3 separate regions of the Mus musculus genome follow, and all the other regions are linked to region 2. A link is a contact called in public Hi-C data. All regions are on one chromosome and are shown on one strand. Each heading gives the region's core, a stretch centred on a gene start, on an enhancer-like site or on the middle of the called end of the contact. The rest is flanking DNA. Distances are from core to core; before and after follow the strand shown. Region 1 overlaps Nbea (neurobeachin). Region 2 overlaps Dclk1 (doublecortin-like kinase 1). Region 3 overlaps Nbea (neurobeachin).

Region 1 (3,574 bases), core at 955-3,454, 160 kb after region 2:
TCAACTAATTTTCAGGAACAATGGTCATGACTGAATACAGAAAGATTTGGGTAACAAAGCCAAAGTAGGGCTTGGAAGTGGGGGACAGGGGTGCAAGCGTGCCTAAGCACCAGCAGGAGGGACAAAGGCAGGGCAGCAGCAAGGCGCAGAGCAGGGCCAGTGCTGAGCAAGGCCACACTGAGCTGCTGAGAAAGGGAGAATTCCAGTTAAGTTATATATGTGACATGAAATTTCAAAGAAAGACCTAAACATAGAAGGAGAAAGAGAGAAGGGGCTGAGTGGAAAGCTGTAAGGTGAGCAAACATGCTGACTGTCTGCCAGGGTAGTACTGTAGTCTGGGTACAGAGAAAGGGTGGCATCACAGCTGGCCATTCCCAACAACAAACACAGCCCACAGGCAAGGGGCTGCAGTTCAATAGCCCTGAGCTGGGATGGGGACGAGCCACATGGAGTCTGTGATACCAGGGCCTGGGGGATAACCCTGTAGCAAGGACCGTCCCTGCTCGTCCTCACACAGCCTAGTAGGATGTGCTCCTGAAGCCGACTGTAACCTACACTGCTGGAAGGAGCAGCAAGAGTTTTAAATCTGAAGGAACTGCTCACATTTCCAACAGTGGCGACAGTCCCGAGACAGAGGCGTTTTAAAGTAGTTATCATGAAATATCTGACTTTGAACAGCTAATTGGCAAGGTCACAGAGGATTTAAAACACTAGAGTAATTGTAATAGGGTCGCCTGGACAAGAAATTGGGGGCAGTTTAGTGGTTCTGATGGAGAAGGAGCTGATACAGCAGATAAAGTTTGAAGTTTTATTTCTGTTCACTGCTTTAAAATATCATTTGGACTAGCTGATTTCAGTGAAAGGTAGTATGTAAATGAAGGATACTGGCACCATCTCCTTATATTAATAGCAATATTATTTAAGATTTGCTCACTTTAATGATAACATAAGACAAAGAGAGCATCACCACTGAGGTCTAGCTGCTTTTGTGCAATGACATCTTTATCTCTTGTCCCACACTAGGAATCAAGGGGCCACTCAGTCTTAAAGTAGAAGGCCTTACTGTATCCTGCCATGATTCTAAGCACCCTACATGTGCTTCCATGTTTCTCATTGTTGACGAACACTTCATGGGGTGAAAGTCTTACCAACCCATTTTATAGATGTGAACATAGATGCCAAGAAGGTGAAAATTTGCCCAGCCAAGCTCCCCAGGTGTCCTGTAGCATGGAGTCCAGCTATCCTGGTTGAGCTGGTATTCTTATTGCATACTGTGAAGGAATTGCTTTAATTTGTAAACTTGGGGGTGGTCTTTTACATAGAAATTAGTGAAACAGAAACATAATTAAAAGAGTAGTGAATCAGCAAAGGCTTGAAATGTGAGGTCCTGGGTTGGGACTAGGGCGCAGGCTGGGTTGGGGAGGGTAAGGTGTTACTGTGTGTGTGGGGGGGGGCGGGGAGTGTACAGATTACAGAGAGAGTAGGAGATGAGCTCCCTGAGTGATGCAGTGGAGGGGAGGGAGGTTAACAAGGCTGCAGCCTCAATCCCTTTAGAGGAACTCGTGTCCAAGGAACTTTCTAGGCAGATTGCTTAAAGTGACCAGGGGTATATGGACAAGATGGTATGAAGGAGAAGGATGAACCTGCCCTGGCTTGAGACAGGGTTTTTACAAACACAAAGGTCTACATTAAGATGGCAAAACATTCTTAAAATAAGATGCAGGCTGCTCAAGTTGAGGGTCAGCTCCAGAGTAACCAACAAAATGTAGCCACAGGGTGAAGCTTTATCAGGGGTATAGTCGGTCTCCTGGGAGCTATGTGAAGAATATTGAAGGTGGTTCCTGCAGATCTGTACAGCTACACAGTGAAGTCTAAGGATGCTGTAGGCACTGCCTCTGTCTCAAAAGATTTGAGTAAGCTCTTTTTTTTTCTTCTAATACTGAATTATGATTAAATATACAGAGTGGATGCATGATTTTATAGCTGCTGGACCAACAGGCAAAGGTACCTTGGCCCCACTTCCTACAAGCAAGCAGGCAGAAAAGCATTCGACTGTAAGAAGAGGCAATGAATGAAAAAGACTGACTCACAGGGCAAAGCCAAGGCCCCAGAGGATTGAAAGAGTCACAGGGCACAAGAAGCAGTGAGCCTGGGACAGACAGCAGCTGAGCAGACCCTGCTGGCCTTAGTCTCCTTTCTACCTGCCTGTGTGAGGGCTTTTGAAAATCTCCTGGTGTCTGGGGAACTCCTTTCCAAAACAAGCTGCTTTGAGCACTTAGGGAGCCAACCAAAACCAGGGCACAGCTGCTTGGCTTCCATACAGAAACGCTAGACAAAGCTCACCAGGGTAACTGGCCTGCTCCCTGCACACATCCTCACTGCTGTTAAACGTCGTCTATTTAAGGAAAAATCCAAGGAGTTTAAATTTTGCTAAATGAAAAACAGTACAGAAAGACAAAGAATATTATTAAAGAAATGGCAAAGCGGGTATTATAACAGGCATTTTGTGTCTGCAAATGTGATTTCTAGTTTATTTTAACAGCTATACTAAAACCCCATGGTACAGTTAATAGTAGTATATGCGTTCTGTCAAAAATAGGAAAATATCCTCAAAACACAATTTCTAATTTACAAGCTTATGACAAGTTCAAGCTGCTGAGAAATTGAACTGGAAAGTATGTCTTAGGATGATAGAAGGCCACTATTAACACTATCATAATTGTGTACCTACTGCATCAAACCTGACATTTCAGTTTAATATATTTTGCTGAGAGCCGTACCATTTTATGGCTTCCTGGTGAAATCAAATCTAACCCAGACGTTTTCACTTTCCCAATATAATTCACTGTGAGGTTTTAAAGCTGCCAGCGCTTTTCTATCCTTTTCCCAAAAGATTGATGCCTGGGCATCTGCTAATTCCACGAGAGCTCATAATGGGTCACCGAGGCAGTGTGAGCACCTCCATTAACTGCATTAATTTACACTATGTCACCTTAATGACACTGTGTCACAGCCACCTCTTCTAACATCTACATAGCCATTCAGAAAGTAACCTAACAACTTCGGAAGGTATTAGGGAAAATTAGTGAAAGAACATCTCTAAATGGAATATCTCTGCTAGCAGGGCATGGCTGAAGGAAAGAAATTTAAAATCAAAATACAATTTGACTCCACTCCTGGGGCCTCTCCTCAGAAGTCACTTGGGCAGCTTCCCTTCCTACCCAGCTTGGGTTCATTAGCACAGGAAGACACTGACATTAATGGAGAGAGACAGAATAAAACCATCTACCTCGTTCTCAATCTTTCCTGCCAGGTTGTCTAAGTTAGTAGATAGTGCAGAGGTAGTTTTCTTCTTTGGAAACAAAACCACATTTCCCTAAAAACAAATCAGCTGCTACATACAGAGTAGAGAGAAGAAATAAAATTCGATGTTCTAGCAGTTAGTGGGATTATTATTCTTAGTAACTCACTCTTCCCTGCTAAGTCAGTCATTATTTTAGAGTGAAAAATGCCTTAATCAATGTATGGAATCAACTTTAAAAAGTTTCAACTCACCACTAATTATTTTTAAAGA
Region 2 (3,866 bases), core at 1,186-3,685:
AATGATTTCAGTTTAACCATATATTTTCTACTGTATAACAAAAGGAGAGGTGTTTACATATCTTTTGAAATTGAGGGCATGGTTAAATGTATAAACATTAAAAAACCTGATTGACAGACAAGTCTACCCTATGAAATTGGCATTCAGGATACTCGTAAGGGTCCTGTGTTTCTTTATTTTTATTTTACTTTCAATGTGCAGATTATGTTATTAGCTAGCTGCTCTGCAGGAAAGGCCCCATCACTGTGTGTGCGTGCGTACGTACGTAGTTAATGAAGAGCGTGGACTGGAGTCTTAATTCTGGAACACAATGTTGATCCACTGAGTTGCCCCATTTCTCTCTGCTCAGCTGGACCACGGGTTTACCATCAAGAGATCAGGGTCTTTGGACTACTACCAACAACCAGGAATGTATTGGATAAGGTATGAGATGGTGCAGCTCAACAGTCAGTGTTTCCATGGCAACGTGCTGGCAGTCTCCATTTACCAGTTCCTTCAGTGGATAAACATGTTTTTGATTTGTTACCCAGTCCATATGCTGCTTTATCGGTTTCATTTTAATCTTGATTGAGATGCCACACCCCCTCATTCCTTTTTTTCACCCATTCTTCACACTGACATTTGCCGGCTTTCTTTCCATCGCACATGCTCAGTATCGATTTCCCCTTACGGTTAAAAGGACAGTATATTCCGTGCTGATGCCAAAGCCTTTGCCTGTTGTTGCTGATTGCAGCAATGATGTTTCCAGTGCTCTCCTGCCCTGTAATAAATGGAACTACAGCAGCACTTCAGTGTGTGTTCTATAGAAGTATATACTGTCATTTTAAAGTTACCCAGCCCAGCCTTAACCTTCTCAGACGGTGAGACAATGCATTTACACCTTAGCAGTAGAAATGCCTCCCAATACAGCGGGCTACAGAATGCATTGTGTGTGTCAGTAAGCTTGTGTTTTCAAGTTCTCCACCTTTTCGTTTTGTTTCTGTTTTACCGTTCCCTTCCCCCTCCCTCTATGTACTAGCTCCTGCATGAATTTACTTTCTGAATTTTGTAACTGTCAGATTCTTTAGTTGGCTTCTCTGCTTGAGCAAGGGGGTCGATGGGAAGTGTGACTTTGTTTAACCAGCTTATGAATTCTGTCCCCTCGTTTCCGATTCCAGTCAATGGCGCTGGCGTCTCCTGCCAGGGGCATTGTGTGTGTATCTCTCTAGAGTTACCCACAAGCGTGATGGCTTGCGATGGTTTGAGACATGAACTCTGAGAAGTTCTAGGGAACTTCTCTTCACCTTAATGTCTCCAAAATGATCTCCAGGTAAAAGCTCCATGTTATAGCACTCACCAAGGAAAAAGCACCCCGAGCTTTGGCATTTGTTTTTCAAATAATAGAGTCTGTTGGTTGGCGCAGCACAGTATCTGCCTGACACCATTTCATGGATCAGACTGCCAAGTTTTACCACAAAAAAATTATATATATATATATGTTCATGTGTATATAGATACATATATACTTTATATATTATAATACATATACATTTCCCCTTTGATTATTGCTCCTAATTATTTTTTATAATTAGGGTCTCAAAACAAAGGGCTTAGAAAAGCAGAATATTCAGACAAATAACCAAAATCATGATCAAAGTCATGATCGTTTCTAGGTCTGCTTATAATAGGAAAACACCCTGGCTCGGTGAGAGGATTTCCCAGAAAGGGATCTTTGTGCCTTCAGGATTGGTCCAAGGGAGGGGATCCCACATCTAGTGTTTCATTTACCTAAGCAAATTAGCTCTGGGGGAGGGGGAGTTAATTATGATTCGCCTGCACACAGACCCAGCTTTTGACTTTCCAGCACTGAAGAGAGTGCAGCAGGGTACACAGTTCACAAATGCTGATCTCCCCAGTGGACCGCCCATGCTGTGCACACTCAGTGCCCTTTCCAGTGCCCTTTCAGGGCCTTTCCGGAGTGTGGCTTTGTGCCAGGGGCAAAGGCTAAGCAGAAGTCTACCTGTGGTGATTAGCCTTGCTCCCTTTCATACTTTATGCAAATCGAGCCGTAGTGGTGGATGCAGCCTTTCTTACCCTGTGTGTCCTGTCCTGGGGCGGATCAGCCAGACGTCTACATGTAGAATTGATAGATGGTGAAAAACAGGCCTCAAGTGTGTCTAATTACATCTGGACTTATTTGTATTCTTTTTGTTTTTTTTTTTTAAAGCATCCATAAATTCATCTAATCTCAGAAAAAGGAACATTCTGAGGAATTACAAAACTTATAGAATTAAGGGTAGAAGCAAAGTGTCAAGTAAACACAATAATTAATACACGTGATCCAGTATTAAAAAGACTAACTGCAAGCCTAGCGACAGTCCCCATCGGCAGACAAAATGACACATCCCTGAGTAACGGGCGGGAGCAGATGGGAGATTATCTCTTTCTTCTTCCACACATAAACCGCTCTGCTTTCCAGCTGGGGGCAGTAACAACAATGTTTATAGTTACTGCTGCACTAAACAGCGTACACAGTATGTAAAGCTAAACTGGAGACATGACACTAAAATCTCATTGCCGTCTATGCTTAATTAGGAAGTTTTATAATGCCATTTAGCCCCAGAATGAACACGCTCTCCTCGCTGATCACAAATGCTTCCCTTTTATCTCCACGGAAGTGGGAGCATTCATTTACCCACAGTGGCAGGCCAACTCCTCAATATAAACAATCGTTGACGGCAGAGGACCCCAGTCCCAGCGCTTGTGTTTGTAAGTGCTTGTGGCTGTTCACACTGTTCTGGGCAGAGTACTCCTGGGTCCCACTTGCACTTACAAAGTATCTCACATGAGGGTGTCAGCTGCTAAAACCGGCTCCTTGCAGTGCCCCAAATCAGTGAGGACTTCTTAATAGACATTTTATCGATCATGGAGACATGATGGGATGGAGGGGGGGTGTCCATTTTCTTCTTTCTCTTTTTCATGCCCCTGATTCTTTCTCAGCAACTCTGCTTTCTACCTACAGCCAGGGCTGCATTTTCTGGCTGGCCCATTTATCCAGGAGGCCTTACCACCCAAAGCCCAAGCCCACAAGCTCGCTGGGCTATTCCATGCCCCCTGAGGCCTGAAACATTGCTTCTCCCTGCTGCAAGTCACAAGAAAACACACCCTGCTCTAAACCTCCCTCCCCGCTGCCAAAGTGGGTCTAGTTGCATCATTTCTACCTCTCTCAAGTGCAGATGTCCCCCGTGGCCCATATCATGGCCGAGAACACGCAGAAGAGACTTCTGCATCTGAAGTATATGCAGACCATCAGGACCGTGACCAAAATGAACTAACTTGGTTAATAAAAACAGAACCAGCCAAACAAACAAACAAACACAGGAGGCCAGTCCTTTGAAAATGCTAAATAGGATGAAGCATGGAGGTGAAACAGGACAAAACTGGTTGGGTTCCCAGGCATGACATGACTAAAATGTGCATACTGGTTTCAAGCCCCTCCTGAAACAGTGAGTAATGAGGCAAACCCTGGCAGCCAGGCGCTGGCTTTGGGAGGCTATTAAATGCCGTCATGCTTGGCTGTTAAAAGGAACGGAGTCTATTAAGTGTATCTTGCTGGGTGCAGTTTGAAAGAGGTGTCCCTATTGAAGCCAGATAGTGCCCTCAGCACACTGAGATCTCTGCCCAAGGAGGCCTGCTTTGTGGCCAGTTGCTTTGACCTTGTGCTGAGTGCCAGAGGCTGCCAGAGGCAAGCAGATAGCATGGGATTGACCGCTCCTTCTAGCTCCCATCGCAACCCCTGGCTTCTTCTGTAACAAGGGGGGTGGGGGTGGGGTGGGGGGGGTGAGTTTAGAGCATCCAGCAAGTCACAGACAAATTTCAAAACCAGT
Region 3 (3,838 bases), core at 88-2,587, 230 kb after region 2:
AGCTAGACCTAAAGTTTTGTTGCGATAACTGTCACATGGAAACCTTTCCCCAATCTTTTACTATGCTAAATCATGAGGTCAGACTCTGGAAGTTTCCTGGTGCCTACGAAGACAGTAGCAGTAGTTTCACTTTTCCCCTCACTCAGATCAGCTTCCTGCTGGCCATGAAGCTCCTGAAGGCCTTAGTGAGATGCCAGCACTGGCAGCTCCTGGGTGTGATGCTGCTGTGTACAAAGATGTGCAGGCATCACCTCACGACACCCAATTGCTTTGTGGCACACAGACTTCATCAAGCCTCTTTAATTCTTGGCAAATGCAAGACTCGCGTGATAGCTTTGAAAAATATCAACATTAAGAATACATTTTAAAATGTACTACCAAAATGACACTTTTGAGGAGTAACAGTCATATCACAGAGACAATCCTTCCTTTTAAGCCAGGAAACAATGTAAGGAAGCAACAAAATGATTCACATTCAAGACTCCATTCCGCAAATGGTAGCTTGCGTTTTTCCACACTCCGCTACACTGAAAAGGGGTAAGCAGTGAAAACGTGCTTCTGAGAGCTTGAAATCACATTGTACAGAAGTCACATCAAATTAATACTGAGGACCATTTAGGGCTTTTATTCTGAAAAGCTTCTGAAAGGGGATTAGACTATGAAAACTCTCATGATACTAAAGCACCTGTTAATGGGCTGAGGAGGTAAGAAAGGAACAATGGAAGTGTTATTTTTAGATAAGTCTTTACTTTGTATTCTGGCACAAAGCATTGCTCATGGGCATGCCAGCAGTCCTCAGCAATATCCCACGCATGCAGGCACTGGTGAGAGCAGAATCCCGTTGTCTTTTCTTTTTTGGAAACAAGTCATTTTCTCTGCATAGTCTCACAATGTGGCTGATACACATTAACAACTACAAACATAATTTGATGAAATAGTCAGAAAAATGGGGGCAGGATATGCTATCCTCAATAATGCAAAGTTTGAAAATACCCTATGAACTCTGCTTTCAAGTGGCAAAGAAGTGATTTTCACAAGACCACTACGACACTAACTCTAAAATCTTGCATTTTCATGTCCTATGATAATGTTTTACAGAACCAAAAATTATGTTTCAAAAAAAAAAAAAAAGGTAGGAAGGAGCAGGTAGAAAGAGAAAGGAGCCTAGATAGTTGTCAGCTCATCAAAAATAATGAGTGCTCAAGAGGTTTCAATGTCCTGCCTTCCCAGCAGCCTGTCCAATCACAACAGGCTGCCAGGGGGGAAGAGAGCCCGCAGAAAACACAGTCTTCATCAGCCCAGCTAGGCTTGTTCTCCCAACAACTGCACACCAGCCCCTGACAAGGAACACTATTGCTAGCCTGCTGAGCTCCATCAGCCCAGGGGCACACCACAGACTGGATGACAGCCTTAGTCTGTCCAACACTACAGCCTTCCCCCCCCCCCCCCCCCGGTCCCTGACACACAGTCACATGCTCACCTAGCAGTCTTATGACTAATGATGCAAACATGGAGTGTAAAGTCTCCTTAATTTGACCCTTGTTAAACTCCTAATTGGATTGGAGCAGGCTCAAGTGGAAAGCAACCCTCGGTTATTCAAGGGTTCTTAAGAATGAAGCCCAAATTATAAAAGGCAGCGGGGCTGCAGGACGGCACCAAGAACGGAAAATGAATTGCAGCTGTCACTTAAGTTAAACATCCAATCAATTGCCTTTTTAAAACAGGTAACTTTTACAACAGTTTCTTCATTGTGATGCTCTTCAGAGTGCGCCTGACCCAAATTTAATCAGCTGTTATTAAAGCAGAGGGTGGCCACAGCACACACACTGCAGGGCAAGCCGCTGTATTCAGAGCCTTAATGATTCTAAAATGACTACAACCATCGCTTCATTCACGAGGACAAAGCTCAGCCTCTCTGCTCCCCAACATCTTAACACAAGCTGTCTGAGTAGACAGCGTCCATTTGTCCTTCATGAACTGTGGAGGTCAGCCATGATGCAGATGAAGGCAGAGCAACAGTTCCATTGTGTTTCTTCCCTACGCTGTCTGAGGGGGGAAACTGACGAGTTCCTGTATATATAAAAAAAATCAAGCTTTTCTGCAAAGAAATCTATAGCGTAAGTGCAGACGAAGGGGGTGCCTGATATGCAGACAGGTGTAAAACATGAAGTAATTATAGAAGCTCAAATTAGTTCGTAGGCCTGAGGCGAGAAAGGAGCAGTGCCTCGACAAAAGGGAATAGCAAATCAGGGCAGCAAACAAAAAATGGCTTGAATGTGTAAATTAGCAAGAAAAATGAGACAGAAAAGCAGCTTTATTCTACTATTATTCCCCACATGAGAACAGAGCAGCTGAACATGATCAAGAGAGCTTTGGAGAAGAGAGGCAGGTGTCACCAAGGCCCTCCAGAGTGTCAGCTCTGCCCTCCCTGCCAGCTACTCATTATGCGCAAGCTCTTGAGAAGTGCCTCCTAGACCTGACCTCTCATATTACTTCTTCTGTAAACACATAATCCCTGCTTGTTAGGTGGTGTCAACACCAGCATTCATCCACTAAGGGAGCGAACAGACACTTCAGAAGTGCTGCCAAAACCAAAGAACCGACACCGAAATACAGCAACCTGCATTTCAACAAGGTAAACAGATCTAGTGCTTTTCTGTAAAATGCAGTGTCAAGAGCCTCTTCTCTCATTAGCAAAGAAAAAAAAAAGGCCCAAACTGCTTGCTATAGTAAGACTACTTTCTTGTACAAGTAATTATTGGGTTACATACTCAAGGCCTGGAATAACACCTATTTATCAATTGCCTTCTGTGGTTATACACATTCACTAAATAAATCTTTCTTTAAATCACACAAACACATAAATCCCAACCAACAGGTCATGAACAATCCATCAATAATATAAAACTCAGCTGAGCCCAGTGGCACATGCCTTTAATCCTAGCATTCAGAAGACAGAGGTAGGTAGATCTCTGGGTTCAAGTCTGGCCTTGTTTACAGAGTAAGTTCCAGGACAGCCAGGGCTACATAGAGAAACCCTGTCTTGAAAAACAACAAAAGAAAACAAAGCAAGGAAAAAAAAATCATAAAACCTGATGTGCATTACTTGGACCAAGCATGGTCAACTGTAATGTTAGGGGTTAAAACTTCATGGAGAATTTAATACCCTACATCTGCATTGGCAAGGGTAGTTACCATTGTCTTAATGTATAATGAGAGCTAAACATTTAATATATAGGATTGAAAAATGTAATCTCATATTTTTAGTATCAATTTTATTGATATTCAGATTTATGCAAAAATAGTTCTGGGTGCATTCGAGAAGTAAAACAGGCCAGGGGCAGGATCACCCTGAGAGGGAGGTGGGCCCCTGATGTGTATCTTTCTTCAGTTTTCCCTGGAGAGGGTTTTATCAAAAGCCAAGTGTCATCTATGCTTCCTGGATCTTTAGGATACTATATTGCCTGACTTTGACTTGATGTTGACCACATTTTGGAAGTGATGCATCTCCAACTAGGTGCCGGTAATTCCAGACTGCTGCCTCTGGCTCCCTTGATCTGGGTGCTAGGAGCCAGCCTGCTTGTGGAGGAAGAAGCTGACCATAACGATCTGTATGTGACTCTGACAGCAATTAAGAGTTTCCACAGGAAGGAAGGCTTCTTCAAGAGGCAGAGGGGTAAAGGCTACATACTAGACTCAGGGCACAGCACTGAACGATGCTTCCACTGTGTGCAAACAGAAGACGGCACTGAAAGACATGAACCTATGCCAAATCTGCTGCGCTAGCTCCTTCTCATGTCAGTTTGACACAAGCTAGGGTCATGTGGGAAGAAGGAGT

Evidence for each region. Hi-C and Micro-C count contacts between places; a contact is called where the count stands out from the background.
Region 1: a contact with region 2 is called in a Hi-C map of the N1E-115 cell line, with 3 times the contacts expected there. The contact joins two enhancer-like sites. A contact is called at or near these places in 5 of 484 Hi-C or Micro-C datasets (the N1E-115 cell line, brown adipocytes, embryonic stem cells and 2 more), 3 of 115 datasets of contacts at active chromatin or transcription factors (differentiating embryonic stem cells, fibro-adipogenic progenitors and kidney) and 1 of 9 other capture datasets (adipose tissue).
Region 3: a Hi-C map of the N1E-115 cell line shows a contact between it and region 2, with 10 times the contacts expected there. The contact joins two enhancer-like sites. A contact is called at or near these places in 1 of 15 datasets of contacts at CTCF or cohesin (the NIH/3T3 cell line), 5 of 484 Hi-C or Micro-C datasets (the HL-1 cell line, the N1E-115 cell line, embryonic fibroblasts and 2 more), 1 of 115 datasets of contacts at active chromatin or transcription factors (differentiating embryonic stem cells) and 2 of 9 other capture datasets (embryonic tail and embryonic trunk).

What each region holds. Positions count from the first base shown.
Region 1 is chr3:55,682,862-55,686,435 of GRCm38.p6, forward strand. The region is part of intron 47 of Nbea (neurobeachin); the gene reads right to left. Among named protein-coding and RNA genes, the nearest start is that of Gm46804, 23 kb to the right of the region's middle. Within about 2 kb of position 2,205, at least 50 of the 459 cell types and tissues checked have an H3K27ac peak or open chromatin away from gene starts, as enhancers often do. A contact at or near this core is called in the N1E-115 cell line and muscle stem cells, where this site is marked.
Region 2 is chr3:55,521,501-55,525,366 of GRCm38.p6, forward strand. The region is part of intron 16 of Dclk1 (doublecortin-like kinase 1); the gene reads left to right. Among named protein-coding and RNA genes, the nearest start is that of Gm31796, 20 kb to the right of the region's middle. Within about 2 kb of position 2,436, at least 30 of the 459 cell types and tissues checked have an H3K27ac peak or open chromatin away from gene starts, as enhancers often do. A contact at or near this core is called in the N1E-115 cell line, muscle stem cells and rod photoreceptor, where this site is marked.
Region 3 is chr3:55,754,569-55,758,406 of GRCm38.p6, forward strand. All of the region lies in intron 41 of Nbea (neurobeachin), which reads right to left. Among named protein-coding and RNA genes, the nearest start is that of Mab21l1, 26 kb to the right of the region's middle. Within about 2 kb of position 1,338, at least 49 of the 459 cell types and tissues checked have an H3K27ac peak or open chromatin away from gene starts, as enhancers often do. A contact at or near this core is called in the N1E-115 cell line and rod photoreceptor, where this site is marked.